Linked DNA regions of Mus musculus: region 2 is linked to region 1. A link is a contact called in public targeted proximity ligation data. All regions are on one chromosome and are shown on one strand. The core of a region is the stretch at or near the end of the contact, and the rest is flanking DNA. Distances in the headings are between cores, read along the strand shown. Region 1 overlaps Mamdc2 (MAM domain containing 2). Region 2 holds the start of Gm34012 (a long non-coding RNA gene).

The links.
Region 2: a targeted proximity ligation map of the HPC-7 cell line shows a contact between it and region 1, with 7 times the contacts expected there. A contact is called at or near these places in 3 of 484 Hi-C or Micro-C datasets (bone marrow-derived macrophages and nephron progenitors) and 3 of 130 datasets of targeted methods (the HPC-7 cell line, heart atrium and stem cell-derived neural progenitor cells).

What each region holds. Positions count from the first base shown.
Region 1 is chr19:23,350,296-23,358,152 of GRCm38.p6, forward strand. Mamdc2 (MAM domain containing 2) reads right to left here. Exons shown (of 14, transcript NM_174857.3): 8 at 3,009-3,152; 9 at 304-569. Among named protein-coding and RNA genes, the nearest start is that of Gm41821, 54 kb to the left of the region's middle.
Region 2 is chr19:23,490,149-23,498,005 of GRCm38.p6, forward strand. Gm34012 (a long non-coding RNA gene) reads left to right here and starts at 6,616. Exons shown (of 3, transcript XR_386614.2): 1 at 6,616-6,683.

The sequences.
Region 1 (7,857 bases), core at 1,761-4,260:
AGAGAGAGAGAGAGAGAGAGAGAGAGAGAGAGAGAGAGAGAAAGAGAGAGAAAGAGAGAGAGAGTAGATGAAGGATGAGGGAATGAGGAGAGAAAGAGAGGGGGAAGGGGAGGGAAATAGGTAGATATAATTCAGAAAATGCAAAGGGATTGAAGGCTTAACATGCACCTGTCTGGGGGTGGGTGATACGTGTCAAATGCAGGTTGATCCGAACAGAAGGATAAATACACCATCAGCTAACCAGAAATCATTACCCACATCTAGCAACTAAAATGGACACAGGTAGTGCAGGTTCTACTGTACCTTTGTGGGCATAGGCTTCTTGAAACTGATTTCCGCTTGCATCCAAACACCCCTCGGGGACTCGAGCACAGACCAGATCTTCTCTTGAACCACATGGTTTTCTTCAAAGATATAAACGGCTAGGGTGTCACTCATTTTCAAAAACCCAAAGATGGCGTAATGAAAGCGCACACAGTACTGCATGTTTCCAGGGAGAGAGGGACCATAAAGTCTTCCGATGTAGCCAGGCTGGGATGTAAACTTAGTGTTGGCCAGCAGGTAGTGCCCTGTGAGGAAAACAAACCACTTAGTGCTGTGGTTCTCAACCTGGGGGAATCCCAACCCGTTCGGGAGTCACATACCAGACATCCAGCATATCAGACATTTACATGATGATTCATAAGAGTAGCCAAATTACAGTTATGAAGTAGCAGTGAAATAATTTTATGGTTGGGGGGGGTCCCTACAACATAAGGAGCTGTATTAGAGGGTCACAGTATCAGGGAGACTGAGAACCACTGACTTAGTGCAACACCAATGTAGAATGAGCTCATACAGCCAGGTGGAAACCAGTTAAGGCAATGGGGTGTTCCCTCAAGACTACTTCCATAGGTTTTAAACCTTAATAGAGGCTTTCTAACGTCTGTGGTTTAAGTGACAAAAAAAAAATCTATACAATGTCCTTAGACCTGGATAGCAAATTAAACCTCTTAGAAATTCAAGTGGCTGTCATAAAGCAGTGTAGATCTTATAGTGTACAGACTCAGATTCATGTCATTAAGTAGGAACTATACTCTTTTTTTTTTTTTTTAATCACACAAAAAAGAATGAATGAGCTTGGAACTACTGGATGTCTCCTGCTGGGTCATAGTCAGTGTCAATCAAAGAGTTCACTTCCCCTGCTCTATCTGCAGTGGCCAGTCAGGAGGAGGGAAGGCAGGCTGGCCTGGCACCACGGGAGAGTTCTGGGCAGAACACACTGTTCTTTTGGTATACCTACATATTAAACCCGTCCCTGAAAAATCATGTTTCTGACCGGTTGGGCGCTGATGCTCCCAGATGCTGCGGCTGGGTTCAATTTCCTTGTTTCTTAGTTCTAAAAAACAGATTGGAATTTCTAGCAGCAACGGTCCCCTTACTACCAATCACACCCACACGGTCAAGCTAAAGCGGATCCACGTATGCGAAGTCAGGCAGCACACGACAGTTTCTCTCTTTTCTCATCTGTTCTCGGGGAGTTCTCTTCATGGCCTGTCAGTGTTTGCTTTAAGAATTAAAAACAAAACAAAACAACCCAAACTCATCCGTGTAAGGAGAGTCAGGGGGCTTGATCTCTCCCACACACGGGCAGGGCATGTGCGGACAGTGATAGGACTACGCCCGCAAGCCAGACTCCCAGGAAAGCCTCACCAGGCCCTGGATTCCAGCCTTCCAGCCTCATGACATGACGAAAAGCAGCTGTTGTGTAAGCCCCAGTCTGCGGTACTTTGTGAATGCAATGGACAAATATGGGTGGCCACAAGACAGCCAGACTTTTTTTTTTTTTTTTTTTTTTTTGTAACCTGAATATCATCTTTCTGTTTCTTGCTTACAGCCTTTCAGTGGCTTCTTACTGCCTTTCTAATAACCCCCAGTGCTTCCTCTGCTCTTTCAAATCCACCGTCTGCTATCCTCTCCATCTTCCACACCGTTCCTCTCTCTACGGGCAGACTGCCAGTTGGACTGGCCACCCGTCTCTACACTGAGAGACCTCATAGATGCTTGTCCTCTGTAGCTTCCATTGTAGAGACTACTCTTAAATCCCTAGCTAAAATGTCCTTCCACTATTCTCTCTCAGAGCACCGAAGGCCATCAGAACAGATCACCCCAAATATGCTGCTCTGGCACCTTGATGATTTTGAGCTGAAGGCACTGGAGGACAGTAGAGGCAGGAAGGGCTCTGTGCCCACTCACTTTCTATCTAAAGCAGGCCATCAAAGTTCCTATGAGCCTGGGCCACATCCTGTCCAGGATGCCGGTGTTGTAGAGCCTGAGACTACGCTGAAATGGATCTGTACAAACAAACCTCCTATGAAGCCCTTGCTTTTCATTAGTTTGCTCCATAGGTTTCCCAGTCACCACCTCACAGTTGACTCTCTCTCCCTTTCCTTGGTCTTGCTTCTTTCCACAACTTTACCATTCTTTGTTAAAAATGATACATAAGCTTTCAGGCCTATGTATATTTCTAGTTTTCATTTTCTATTTTCCTGTGAAGGCTCCCATGTGCATATAAAAATATGTTGTTGGAATGCTACAGTTTTCTCTTGGTAGTCTGCTTCTTGTCTGTTTAATTTTCAGCCCCAGCTACAGAAAGTACAAGAGAAGAGGACAGGTGCCCCCACCCTACCCCTCGCCCCACTCCACCCCCTGCTATGCTTACGATTATGTTCATTTGTCTATATGTTTATCTATCATTTCCTTTGCTCATTGAAATGCAAATGGAATCCAAGTGGATTTTTTTTCTGAAATGAAGAGCAAAACAGTTTCCAAAGATTTCTCTACTTAATGAACTGCAAATGCTTTGGGTAGCACAGTATCTTGAATTACAACTTTTAAAAATGGCCAAGCATCGCCAATCGTTACTTCTTTGTTCTTCCTCTTTTCTTATCTTTCTCTGAAATGAGGCTTGCAATTGGTATGGGAGAGCAAACCCAGGATGTGGGGCCTGCCAGGCCCCACTGACCAACCTGTTCCTGTCGTGTGGTCTCCGGCCCGATACATGTTTGCTTTTACTCTTACTCTGGTCCAACCCGGACCCTCTTTGTCTTGATAAAAGTTGCAGAGGCCTATCTCAAAATCGCAGCTGGTTTCCACAGCACTGAAAGGAAGCCCTGGACAAATGAGAACCAAAGTTACAGTCAGCCCGGATTCTCAGAGGACTCCATCAAACACTGGACAGATATGGCTACATTTGTGCCAGGGAGACTGAGGGAGAGATACACAGCAAAACAGGCTGACAGCTTTATCATCAAAACAGTGTTTTGACATGACAGGAAAATTGTTCTTTTCTTCTCTAAAAGGAGGGCAGCAGGCAGCTCTGATCACATTATCTACAAAAATAAACAAATACTAGGGATTTCCTTTGAGAACGCAAAGGCTGTGAACATTTACTCACAACTTTCAAATCGACCCCTACAACATTTAAAAGACAGAAAAAGGAGAGGATTTTTTTTAAAAAAGAGGCTCTTAAGTTCTAAGATGTGTTTTAGAACTAGTATTTTCCAGAGATAATTCCCCATTGTTGACTAGTCCCAGCATCAGAGCAGTTATGATTGCCATTCGCTGTAGGAACTGCTGCTCTTGAGGAAAAACAGCCCTTCCCAGAAACCACAGAGTTCAGAAGTCACCCTGGGCTTTTCAGGGGGCGTTGCTGTTTGGGCTTTGCTGAGTCCTGTTATCCTTCACAATGGCCCACAAGTGTCCCTTTGGCCCAGACTGCCCAGACGGGATGGAGTATGGAAGAGTCCTCCTGCTCCCTTGGGAATAATGGTTGATCCTATTAACGCAGGACTTAGAAGCCTCATAGCTTACGTTGCCCTCTGGAGTTAGAGGGGATGTAACCACAGCAGATTGGGATGCTCAGTATGAGCCTAGTCTGATTGGTGAGAGACACAGCTGGGACATTTTAGGGCTAGAGCGATAAAGCGTGTTGTTTTGTATATCTGGAAAGTCCTTTCTGCAGAAACTTTCATTCTGGGGACAGCCAGCTGGCAACTCAGGGGCCGTTAGGTCAAGGCTATGTTCTCAGTTAATTTTCAAACCAAGAAAGTACTCACGTGGGCAGAAGAACACAGTCAGGGGAAATGGCCAAAAGAATCATTCAACCAAATGGTACAAGGAACCCAAGATTTAGTTTTGACCCAGAAAAACATATAGCTTTAGAAAACCAGTCGGGGAACAGTTGTATGCTTTGTGAACTAACTTATAACATTGTATCAACATTAAATGTCCCAAACTTACTAATTATTCCATAGTTACACGGCAGATACATATTGCAACAAAGGAGAACAGTGTTCTTCAAGGTCTGGTAAGACAAATGCTGGCCCTGCCTAATGCTATCACTGTTGTAGATCTGAGAAAAGAGTCTAGGGAGTTCCTCACCGAAATCCCATATTCTAGCAAATTTTATCTGAGTTTGAAAAGAAGTTCCATAATCTCTCTCTCTCCCTCTCTCCTTTTGGTAGTGACTAACCGTGCGTTATAGAAAGAGAATAAGAAGAAACCGTTCCCATGTAACTGGAACATGGTCGCATGTCAGTCACAAGCCCAAGCTTGCTAGTGGAGAAGGAAATAAGGACTGCAGTGCTCTAAGCCTGGTGAGTCACCCACATGCTGCTCCGCCCATTTCTGCCAGAACGAGGGTATATTGTTATGTCCAAGGAGACAAAGCCTGAGAAAAATTAATATGATGTCACACACACCAGGACTCTTCAGCATTTCCCCACTGACAATGGAGAGCAGAAGAAACTCCACTATTTCAATTCTTAGCCAACCTCCTCCTACCTAATAATGAAAAACATGAAAAAGTCAAAATGTACAGCCAGCTGCGTAGCTTAGAAGATGGCGAGGTACTCTTAAATACCTGGCATACACTGATGATCAGGTCAGCAAAATCACTCACGAACCTTAGAGAAACACCCCTAAGTGGCTGCAAGAGAATCTTAACCCCCTTTTTAGGTCTCTAGAGGGGGCAGTAGTACTGGAATTCAAAAATTTATAGCAGCTTTATTCAGAGTAGCTGAAATGGAGACTCGACCATTGGTGGTCTTCAGTTGGTGAAAAGGCATGTGAGCTGTGGTGTATTTATTTTGATAATGAAATATTACTCAGTGCTTAAAAAGAAATGATCTATGGAGCCACAAAATAACCGGGAGGAAACAGAAATCTGCAATACTGCATAAATTCTGCTCAGTGAAGGGAGCCAGTATGAGAACACTGCCTACTGCATGACTCCACAACCATAAGGCATGATGGGAAAGGCAAAATCAGGGAGACAAGAAAAAGGCCAGTGGTTGCAAGGGCAGGGGTGGGGGGAGGGTGAACCTGTATTCCACTGTAATGGTGGGCATGTGTCAGTACAAATGTGTTCACTCCTATAGAACATGCAATACCATCAGTGACCTTTAATGGAAACTCTGGAGTCTGAGTGATAGTAATATGTATGGGGGGAAAGATTATATGTGTTACTGCTGTGACTTCTGACCATTTGGCTGAACCTCAAACTGCCCTAATAAAACACAACTTTAAGCACAGGTCTCTCTTATCCATGGTTTTCTGGTTGTTATTTTCTTCACTTGATAAATACTTGGTCTTAGAAATGATTTGATGATTCTATCTAATATCTAAGTGATATTATTCTATTTATTCTATCTATCTAAATGATTCTATGGTCTGATAGAAAGTTTTAAGAGTGGAGATCATAGACTAAATCTACTTTATGTAGAATATTCAGACAGTTATCTGGAAGCTAAAGATGGGGACCTTCAAATAGCTACCCAGCATCTGAGGTGGGGGCAAAGTCCTTGTTCACAGAATGTTTGAGACGTTTGGTTCAAGGGAAGATAAAAAATTGAGTATCTGGGGCATGTTAATGGCATGATGGAGGCTTAGGGAGGAACTGAGGCACGCAGATGCAAGCCACTGAGCATCAGTTGGTAGGAAAAAGAAACAAAAGCAAACCCTTTGAAACAATTTATCAGAAAGTATCATCATGTAATTATTTGCTTTCTGATATTTGAGCTTCTGAGGAATGGAGGTGTTTTAGACTTCATTAGCTGGAATGCTCTTGGGCCTGGGAAGAGCAGTTGGCATGTTTGTACCCCCTTTTCTCTGCTCCTTGGAGCTCCTGGAGATGATCCAAGCGCCAGTGCTGTAACTAAAAGGCTCTCCAGCCCTGCAGTGTACTACAAGAGATGAGCCCAGGTCACAGTAGACAATGAAGGATGCAAACCTTGGACAGTAGATTTATTTCCCACGAGGAATCTTAAATGCGGCAGAGACAGAGACAGTTCAAAGCTGGCTATGGGAAGAGTGAGTGTGGCCAGGATCATGACGACCCAGTGGCTTGGCCTCTGAATAAGTAGCAGATATACTTTAGGGTACTCGAGACAAGGACGATGTCAGCAACTTCATCTCCAGTTTAGGCAGTAATTGGAGTGGAGTTTTCAAACTAGGTTAAGAACTCTGGGCAGCATCCAGCTATTGGTGAATGGTTGTTGTTGGCTTCCGTAGTCTTCTGAGGAGTGTCTTTGAGTAACCATGAGTGTTCTTGCAGTCCCTGGCTTAGGTGTGGAATGGAGAGAAGCTTGGGCCTCTATATGTCACAGCAGTTTGGAGTTGGGCGTTAAGTTAGGCCTTCTAGAAGTAGACAGGGAGGAAATGGTGTAGACTCCCAGGAGTATCTTAACTTTTTGACACTGTGATACAACGTTGCCATCCCAGCACCTCCTTGGTGGCTCACATCCACCTGAAGCTAAGAGTTCTGGCACCCTTTCCTGCCCACAGCAGGCACCGCATACATGCACATACATACCCGTAGGTAAAATGCTCGCCTACATAAAAATAAATAAATCTTTTTAAAAATTACCATGACAAGATCACACAGCTTGTAAGAGTGAGGAAAGAGATGAAAATCTGAGTTCCTAGTTCTTGGGTCATAGTACTACCATGGTGCGATTAAGTGATTTTTAAAAGTAAGGTTGGCCCAATGAGGAATTCTAAAGGCCAATATAGAGTCTACTGTATGAAAAACATACATGGGTTCCTGTTGGGAAAGGAGCCTTCTGTGGGTGAATTACACACGGAGTAGAACTGAGAAATGCACACTGTAGGACCAGGAGTATGGCGAGAAAACTGAAAATCATGGAAAATGAGAAACACACAATGTACGACATGAAATATGGCAAGAAACACTTAAAATTGTGAAAATTGAGAAATACACACTCTAGGACCTGGATTATGGTGAGAACATTGAAAGTAGCCTCATTTTACTGGAATCTTTTTTTCCCCCCTGTTCAAAGGTCAGACGGATGTTATGGGGAAGGGCTACAACCCACTCTGTATCTCTTTTGAAGTATCGGCAAGGTTGCCTTTGTTACTTCCTGGCTACTTCTACCTCCCGCCCTATACAGAATTAGGTGGGTAGATTAGGAGGTGGAGTATTTGCCTCCCTTGCGTGGGACTCTGGATTGAGATGGCATCATCTAACTCTCCTTAAAGAGTTAGAATTAGAGACACCATGACCACAGCAACTCCTGTAAAGGAAAATATTTCACTGGGGCTGGCTTACAGTTCAGAGGTTTGGTCCATTATTGCCATGGCAGGAAGCACAGTGGTACACAGACAGATGGTACTGGAGAAGTAGCTTAGAGTTCTCCATCCTTAGGCAGCAGGAAGAGAGCGTGGTACTGGTTCTGGCTTGAGCATTTCAACCTCAAAGCCCATCCCCAGGGACACACTTCCTCCAACAAGCCTACACCTTCTAATAGTGTCACTTCCTATGAGCGTATGGGGGTCATTATCTTTCAAACACACACA
Region 2 (7,857 bases), core at 1,408-3,907, 140 kb after region 1:
CATATACTCTGCACCATAACTTGCAACTCAACAAAATAGTCTGAATCCCCCAGTTAGTTTTATTTCATTTTATTAAATTTGGCCAGCGTGCAATGACACGTGTTTTGCTGCCACATTCATGTGTGAATTATGATGTTGTGTTCTTGTTACAATTTTTAGTCTTTGGAAGACCCTAGAGTGGGTAGCCTGGTTTGCATCCCTGCCGACAGGGTATAAATTTCTTTCCTCACCTTTTTGCCAGTATTTATTTTCTTTGCGATTCTCTGAATTTTGTGGGAATCTATTGCGACACCCTCATTTATATTCAATTTCCCAAATTGACCTTTTTCTTTTTCCTTTGATTATATTGGGTAGGGACTTGTAAATCTTGTTTGTTTGGTTTTTTTTTTTTTTTTTTTCTTCAAAGAACTAGCACTTTGACCTGTGTATTGCTCTTTTAGCTTCTATTTCACTGATTTATGTGGTGACTCTTGTCTGATCTTTGTTATTTCTTGCTAGCTACTGCTTTGGGGTTTGTCTTCTTCTGTTTTCCGGGTCTCTCTTTTTTTTTTTTTTTTTTTGTCCTTTTCTCCTCTTCTCTAAGACGAGGTTCACAGTAGTTCATTTATTTGATGTCATAAGCTTTCCTCTTAGTCTTGCCCTAGATGTACTGTGCATGAACTGCTAAGTTTTGTGTTCATTTTCATTTGGTTCATTCGTAGTCCCCCGACCCCCCCCCTCCAGTTTCTTCACTGATGAGCTGCCAGCCCTCCAACATCATGCTGTTCAGATTCTGCCAGGCACTCCAGTGAAGTCTGCTTGACAGGCTGAGAAGCCTGGGAGCACTCACGAGGAAAAGAGTTTCACAGAAACTCACCTCCTGGAGCTTTGGCGTTCTCATTAACCCGTATACTCATACCCTATCCCTGCATTAGTCTGGTGTATGGATCCACGTGCTCTCTTTTAGTATTATCTTATTATAAGTGCCTTTTAAGATTGAATTCTGACACATGTAAGCCCTCGCCAGTGTTCCAAGGTTCCAGAAGCCTACAAGCTTGGAATCCTGTAAGAATGCAGTAAGGAAGTTACCTATTCAGTAACTAATTAAGCCAAAGCAGCTCAAAGCTGGTCTGTAGAGTGTTTACCATGAAAGAGCCAGGGAATCCCACTGAGATAGAAATCTTCAGTACAGGCTACATTGCATATTAGAAGCAAGTTGGTGAATTCTTCTGACAAATGGAGATTCTCCAGATACTTAAAAGTTATACTCATATAAGAATCTAACAAGGCCTAGGAAATAGGGGGGCATTCTGCTTAGAGCAGAACCCCCTGGTGCTAGCCTTCACAAGGCTCAAAGGAGTAGCATTAGGGTGTGAAATCCTTACCTGTCATTAAGCTGACCCTATGCAGGACGGCTTTATCTTTACTGTAAACATTTACCTGGTTCCTGTAAGTCCCTTTGTAGTCACTCCTTTGTTTTGTGTCAGGCAACTTCAATGTACTTTGCCTGCTGTGACTTCCTACCCCTTTTATTTTCTGTACTATATAAGACTGGTGTTCACTTTGTGACAAGACATTCAGGTTCTACACAATCTCTCCTGTTGGTCTGTCTGTCACCCACCGACTCCTTGCCCATCTGCACCCAGAGACCAGTTCCATGCAGACAAAGGGACCCAGAGGGTCTGCAGCAAGATTCCAAGTGTTTGTGTAGCTCTTGTGATTTCTCTCACTTTTGTGATTTCTAGTTTTATTTTACTGTGATCTGATAAGAGTTAAGTTATTTCAATTGTTTCATATTTTTAAGACTTGATTTGGGACCTAGACTATGATCCGTCTTAGAGAGGGGCCCATGGGCTTCTGGGAAGGATATGCTCAGCACCTTTTTCTAAACATGGGGCAGCAAGACTGCTGTTAGATGAAAAGGAGACAATGGAGGTGGGTCTTGGGGCTGCCTTGGCTCTAGCTGTGGAGTTCATTAGTGGAAAGTACTGTAAGGTGCAGTAGTTGGAGGAAAATGGCCCCCAGAGACTCAGACAATGGCATTAATAGAAGGTGTGGCCTTGTTGAAGTAGGTGTGGCATTCTTGGAGGAAGTATGTCATTGGGGGTAGGCTTTGAGGCCTCAGATACTCAAGGCAGGTCCAGTGTGGCAGTCTCTTCCTGCTGCCTGCTGATCCAGAGGTAGAATGCTCAGCTACCTCTCCAGCACCATGTCTGCTTGCACTCCACCATGCTTCCTGCCATGACAGCAATGGACTAAATCTCTGAGCTGTAAGCCAGCCCCAGTTAAATGTTTTTCTTTATAAGAGTTATGGTATCTCTTCACAGCAAAGAAAAACCTAACAGGAAGGGATTCACAAGAAGAGTACAGAATCATTGAGCTAAAGAGACAGAGTTGAAGAATGACTGTGGTGACAAAGATAGCTGGACAGAGACAGAACTCCAGATACCTACTCGACATTCGTCTTGAGTCATGGAGAATCTTAAGCCTGGGGTTTATAAGGAAGATGGGTGTTGAGCTCATCTTCTCCCCACTGGATTTCTGCAGACCCCATCTTTCACAATAAATAGGTGTGATCTGTTTGTTTTCCATTTTGGGAGTTTTTCAGATCAGCAGGGCCTCTGGACAGCTGCCCACTCTAGCTTGTTCATTGTGAAATTAGTCAGGAACCTCACATGGTCAAAGTAAACAATGACAAGAATAGACTGGGGAAGCAATGAGCCTCCTCCTTAAGACCTGTGGGACTGGGAGTGACTAAGTGACCAAGATTAGATGTGTAAGAACACAAATCTCTACTTATCAGCATGCAACCAGCCATCCCTTATGCAATCCTCCCCTAAATCAACTTGCCCACAAAACAGCCCCATGCTCCACCACCAGCCAGCCAGCCCAGCACCTTCCTTTTTAACTAATTGCTTTCCATTGAACAGCAAGCAGACTAAGGTCTTGTACTGGGCAACAAAGTGAATGTTGTCCAGTATATTACTCAAATCACACGTTTGCTTGAATTAGGTCAAGCAAAGAATGGATGAGGGGAAAACTGGGCAATTTCTATAGCTTACACTGTCTGGAGACATTGATGTAACCATCAGTCAAAATAGAGTACTTAGGTAATCTGTTAAAACCTCAGAAATATCACAGCTTAATGGAAAGACAAACCAGCTATAAGAAAGCTTACTTCAAATCTCTCCAAATGGATCTTTAAGCCTTAGAAGGAAGAAGGACTCAAGATGAACTAGAGTCTTATATTAAAGAAGAAGAAGAAGGAGAAGGAGAAGGAGAAGGAGAAGGAGAAGGAGAAGGAGAAGGAGAAGGAGAAGGAGAAGAAGAAGAAGAAGAAGAAGAAGAAGAAGAAGAAGAAGAAGAAGAAGAAGAAGAAGAAGAAGAAGAAGAAGAAGCAAAGCCAGTTGTTATAGAGTACTTCTGTAACCCTAGCACTCTGCTGAGGCAGGAGGATTGTTACATTTGAGTCCAGTTTGAGATATACTGTGAGATCCTATTCCAAGAAAAGAAAAGGACAGAAAGGAAAAGAGGAAAAGAAGGAAAGTAAAAAGGAGGAAGAATAGGCTGGCAAGCAAGGTGAGGATGCCTGCTGCCAGTCTGACAACCTGAGTTTGATTACTGAAACCTACCACATGATGGAAAGAGAGAAGCTGCTCATTGTATTCTGACTTCCATACTTGTATTGTGGCACACCAGCATTTACACACACACACACACACACACACACACACACACACACACGAAAGAAAGTAATAGGTAGGGAAAACAGCAGCAAAATGTAATTTTGCTCACTAGTAAAGAAGAAAGGTAAACACCAGGCCCAGCCAATGGGTAACCTGCCTGTAAGATTCATAGGTATAATAGTTAGACAAAGCTTGCGGGAGTAACCAACCAATCTCTGATTAGATTTGTAATGGCTAAAAGAAATTCCATTCTGTGCTCAGCATCCATCTTGGTACCTAATAGCTGTTTATCTCTGACTTAAGCTCCTAGAAGATAAATTCTCTACAAGCCTTTACTTCTACCCAGAAGTGTGGATCTACTTGTTATGTGTGCATTGTTGTGATATGACTAACTGCTGTTTTTCTTTGTTTCTGTGGCTTGCTTGTGGAGACATTCAAGGACAGTTTTAAAGTCATCCTGACCATCTAATCTAGGCAGAACAGAACAGCCCTTGTGGTTTCTTCTTTAAAAGTCCTTCCTGTACCTGCTTCTGTGTGGCAGTCTCTGATTTGAGCTGGAGACTGCAGCCCTGACAAAAGTTTTAATAAATTTGACTAGTTACATTTTGAATTGAGTCTGGTTGTCTTTTTCTAGTGGTCTCAAACTCCATAACAGATATGAAACCCACTCTATGAGATGGACCCCATACCCAACACTGATTTGGTGGCTAAGAACCTGATACTAGATAGGCCAGTGACATAGGGGAAAATCAAATACTACTCTTCTGCTAATAGAGCATAAATGGCTCCCAACAACATTCTGCTGTGCTTATAGATCAATGCCTTGCTCAGCCATCATCAAAGAAGCGTTATTTTGCAGCAGATAGACTAAATACTGAGATCCACAACCAGAAAGTATATAGAGAATGAGAGAGCACTCAGTCCTAAATGGGATGCCTCCATCAAATGTCTTCCCTCGGGGTTTAGGAAACCCTGTGGAAGAGAATACAGAAAGCGTGGAAGAGCCAGAGGGGTGGAGGACACCAAGGGAATGAGGACCTTGAAAGCAACAGGAGCAATGTACATATGAACTCAGAAACAGAGGCAGCATGCACAGGATGGGTACCAGAGGAGGTCCTGAAGTAGACACATGTGCCCATCCCTAACTCAGAAGTTATCTCCAACTGATAACCACTTGCAAGTGAAAACTTAGTATTCTTCAAGGGAACCTCACTGGCAAACCAAGCCATTCTTAAGGCTAAGCTGCATGCCCGGCAGGAGATGGTCAACACAGAACAAACCCACCAGCATCTTTGAAAGGTCTTGTCTGATAATGTCGAGTCATGGCATTCTTTTTTTCTGGCTTTCCTTTTAACCTGATAGGTCTTTTGTGTATCATTGCTGTGTAAGCACATTTTTAGAGGGATTCCTGTGTGTGCAAATGTGTGTGTTTCTGCATCTGTGTTTCTTGTGCTTTTTATTTTGCTCTTTTCCTTGTTTGTTCAAACCTATTCCAATTTGATTTGTTTATTTATTATCATTATTATTATTATAACTATTATTATTATTTAGGTTTTTAAAGAGAGACTGAAAGGGTGTGGATCTGGTTGAGAAAGGCAGTGGGGAGGAACTGGGAGAAGTACAAGGAGGGGAAACTCTAATCATAACATATCAGATTTTAAAAATCTATTTTCAATTTTTTTAAAAAAAAGAAAAACTGCTTTATCTTGTTAAAAAAATAAAACAGGGTTTTAAAAACTTAAATGACTGCCATATCCGGGGATCCATCCCATAATCAGCTTCCAAACGCTGACACCATTACATACACTAGCAAGATTTGCTGGCAAACACAGAAGTGGATGCTCACAGTCAGCTATTGGATGGATCACAGGCCCCCCCCCCCCCAATGGAGGAGCTAGAGAAAGTACCCAAGGAGCTAAAGGGGTCTGCAGCCCTATAGGTGGAACAACAATATGAACTAACCAATACCCCCCCCCCCCCCCGAGCTCGTGTCTCTAGCTGCATATGTATCAAAAGATGGCTTAGTCGGCCATCAGTGGAAAGAGAGGCCCATTGGTCGCGCAAACTTTATATGCCTCAGTACAGGGGAACGCCAGGGCCAAGAAGTGGGAGTGGGTGGGTGGGGGAGTGTGTGGGGGACTTTTGGGATAGCATTGGAAATGTAGATGAAATAAATACCTAATTAAAAAAAGTTCTTTTGGGCAGAAAAAAAAAGCTGTTTAGAATCATAATAAAAGTCAATTGATCTCTGAAAATTCAAAAACAAACAAACAAACAAACAAACATAAATGACAAGAACTATAACAACACAGCTCAGTGCTGGGCTTAGGCGATAACCCACTGGTAAAGAACTTGCTCTGTAACTGTGAAGACCTGAGTTCAGTGCCCACCTAAGAGTCAAGAACATTGGTTTACATCTGATTGGCTTTATAGGCCACTCCAAAGGAGGGAATTCATTCCTGGTGCTGGAAATTTAGTCAAGATCCCCTGTCTACAGAAGACATAGGCCCTAGAGGAGAATCTTCTACTTATGGTTTGCTAAATGGGCATAGCATTAACCTGCTTTTTAGATTATCTACCTATTGACTAATGCAGTTCTCAGCTCTCACCAGGGACCCCCACTCCACCTGGTAGATGGTGCTAAATACAGAGACTCATGATTGGTCAAAGGGATAGATAGGCATGTCTCTGAAGTGCTCAGGCTGAACTGGAGGCATCCATATCATGTCACTCCCTCCCAAGACTTAAGGAGCATCAGGGAAGATGGAGCAAAAGACCCATTTAGAGCCAAAACACAAGGGTGACTGCTTAGAAACAGTGTCTTCTGGACATGATGCACGCACTCATGGCACTCAATTCACAGCAGCTGTGGCTTAGTAAGGGTTGAACAGGATCAAGCCAATCAACAGCCAGGTAAGGAGGTGGGAGGGGCTTATGAGGCCCCGCCCCCAGCTGAGGAGCTGTTAGCAGTTGCTATCTTCTGTGGATTCGGCACTTTTCTTTTTGACTGTGGCCCTGGTAGGTTGTCTGTTTTGATGGGTACCTTATACCTATGCACACATGGGCAGCACTGATTGGACTGGGTATATAATTTTTTTTCAAAAAGAGAGGGCATGAAGTTAGGATGCGGATGTGGTGGAAGGGTATGGGCAGAGTTGGTCGGAAGTCGGGGTGGAAACTATCAAATTACATTGTATGCAAAAATGAAATTTCCAAAGAATAAATAAACATGGTTTATTTTAAAAAGAAGAAATAGGTGGCACAAGGCTGCTACTTAAAAATAAAATAATTTTCAAACTCTGATATTAAAAACTACAACTCGTGGATGGACATGATGGTGCTTACGGAGAATAAAGAAACTGCTCGAGAGACACATTCTGTCTTCCCTCTTTGTCCCTCCCCCGGAATCCGCACCTAATGAAATGCACTCTCTGCACTCACAAATAAAGGGCTCCTTTCTGGAACACTAGAAAGAAAGCAAAGTGACATGTTTTTCGAGGCACAGGGCATCTTCGCTTGTGGTTTCCTGGATTCCTTGAAACTTGGCCCAGTTCCAGGTGTCATTCTTGACAAATTCTGGAAGAACTGCAGAGAAACTGAGCTGCAATGATTCTTCTACCCTCAGTTTAAAAGCTTTATTGCTTTCTGGGAGAGACATTTTTTCCCCTCAGCATTATTTGTCTCCTTCTGTAAGATATATTACTACAGTCCCTGGCCATACCGGGGAGCCAATAACAGTTACTTATTTACTTTTTCTTTGACTTTCAGAGTTTTATAATCCTTTTAGTCAAGTCTTAGGAAGCAGGAGTTTAAAAACTGAGAGCCATGCAGGAGGTGTGCATGCCTCTCCCTTACACCACACCCTGGTCGGTGCAGAAGAAGAGCCAATGAGTACGAGGGAGGAGCATGGGGTCTCACCTCTAGCAGCCCAGCCAGCTCTGGGTTATGCAGAGTCATTAACCTTCAGTTAACGCTCAGGATGCTGCTTGCCCTTGAACACTTCATCGTTGTTTTTCCCATCTGGAAGATTCAGAGTTGGCTTAGGGAAAGGGCCTCTTTCAGTTAGGAACAGCCTGTGCTTCACTGCTCCCACACCCAAAACTAAAACAATTGATTATTTTTCCTCCAGCTGCTTCATTCAGGTGTCCATCGTCTTATGAAAATGTACATAAACATAAATCTTAAATTGAAA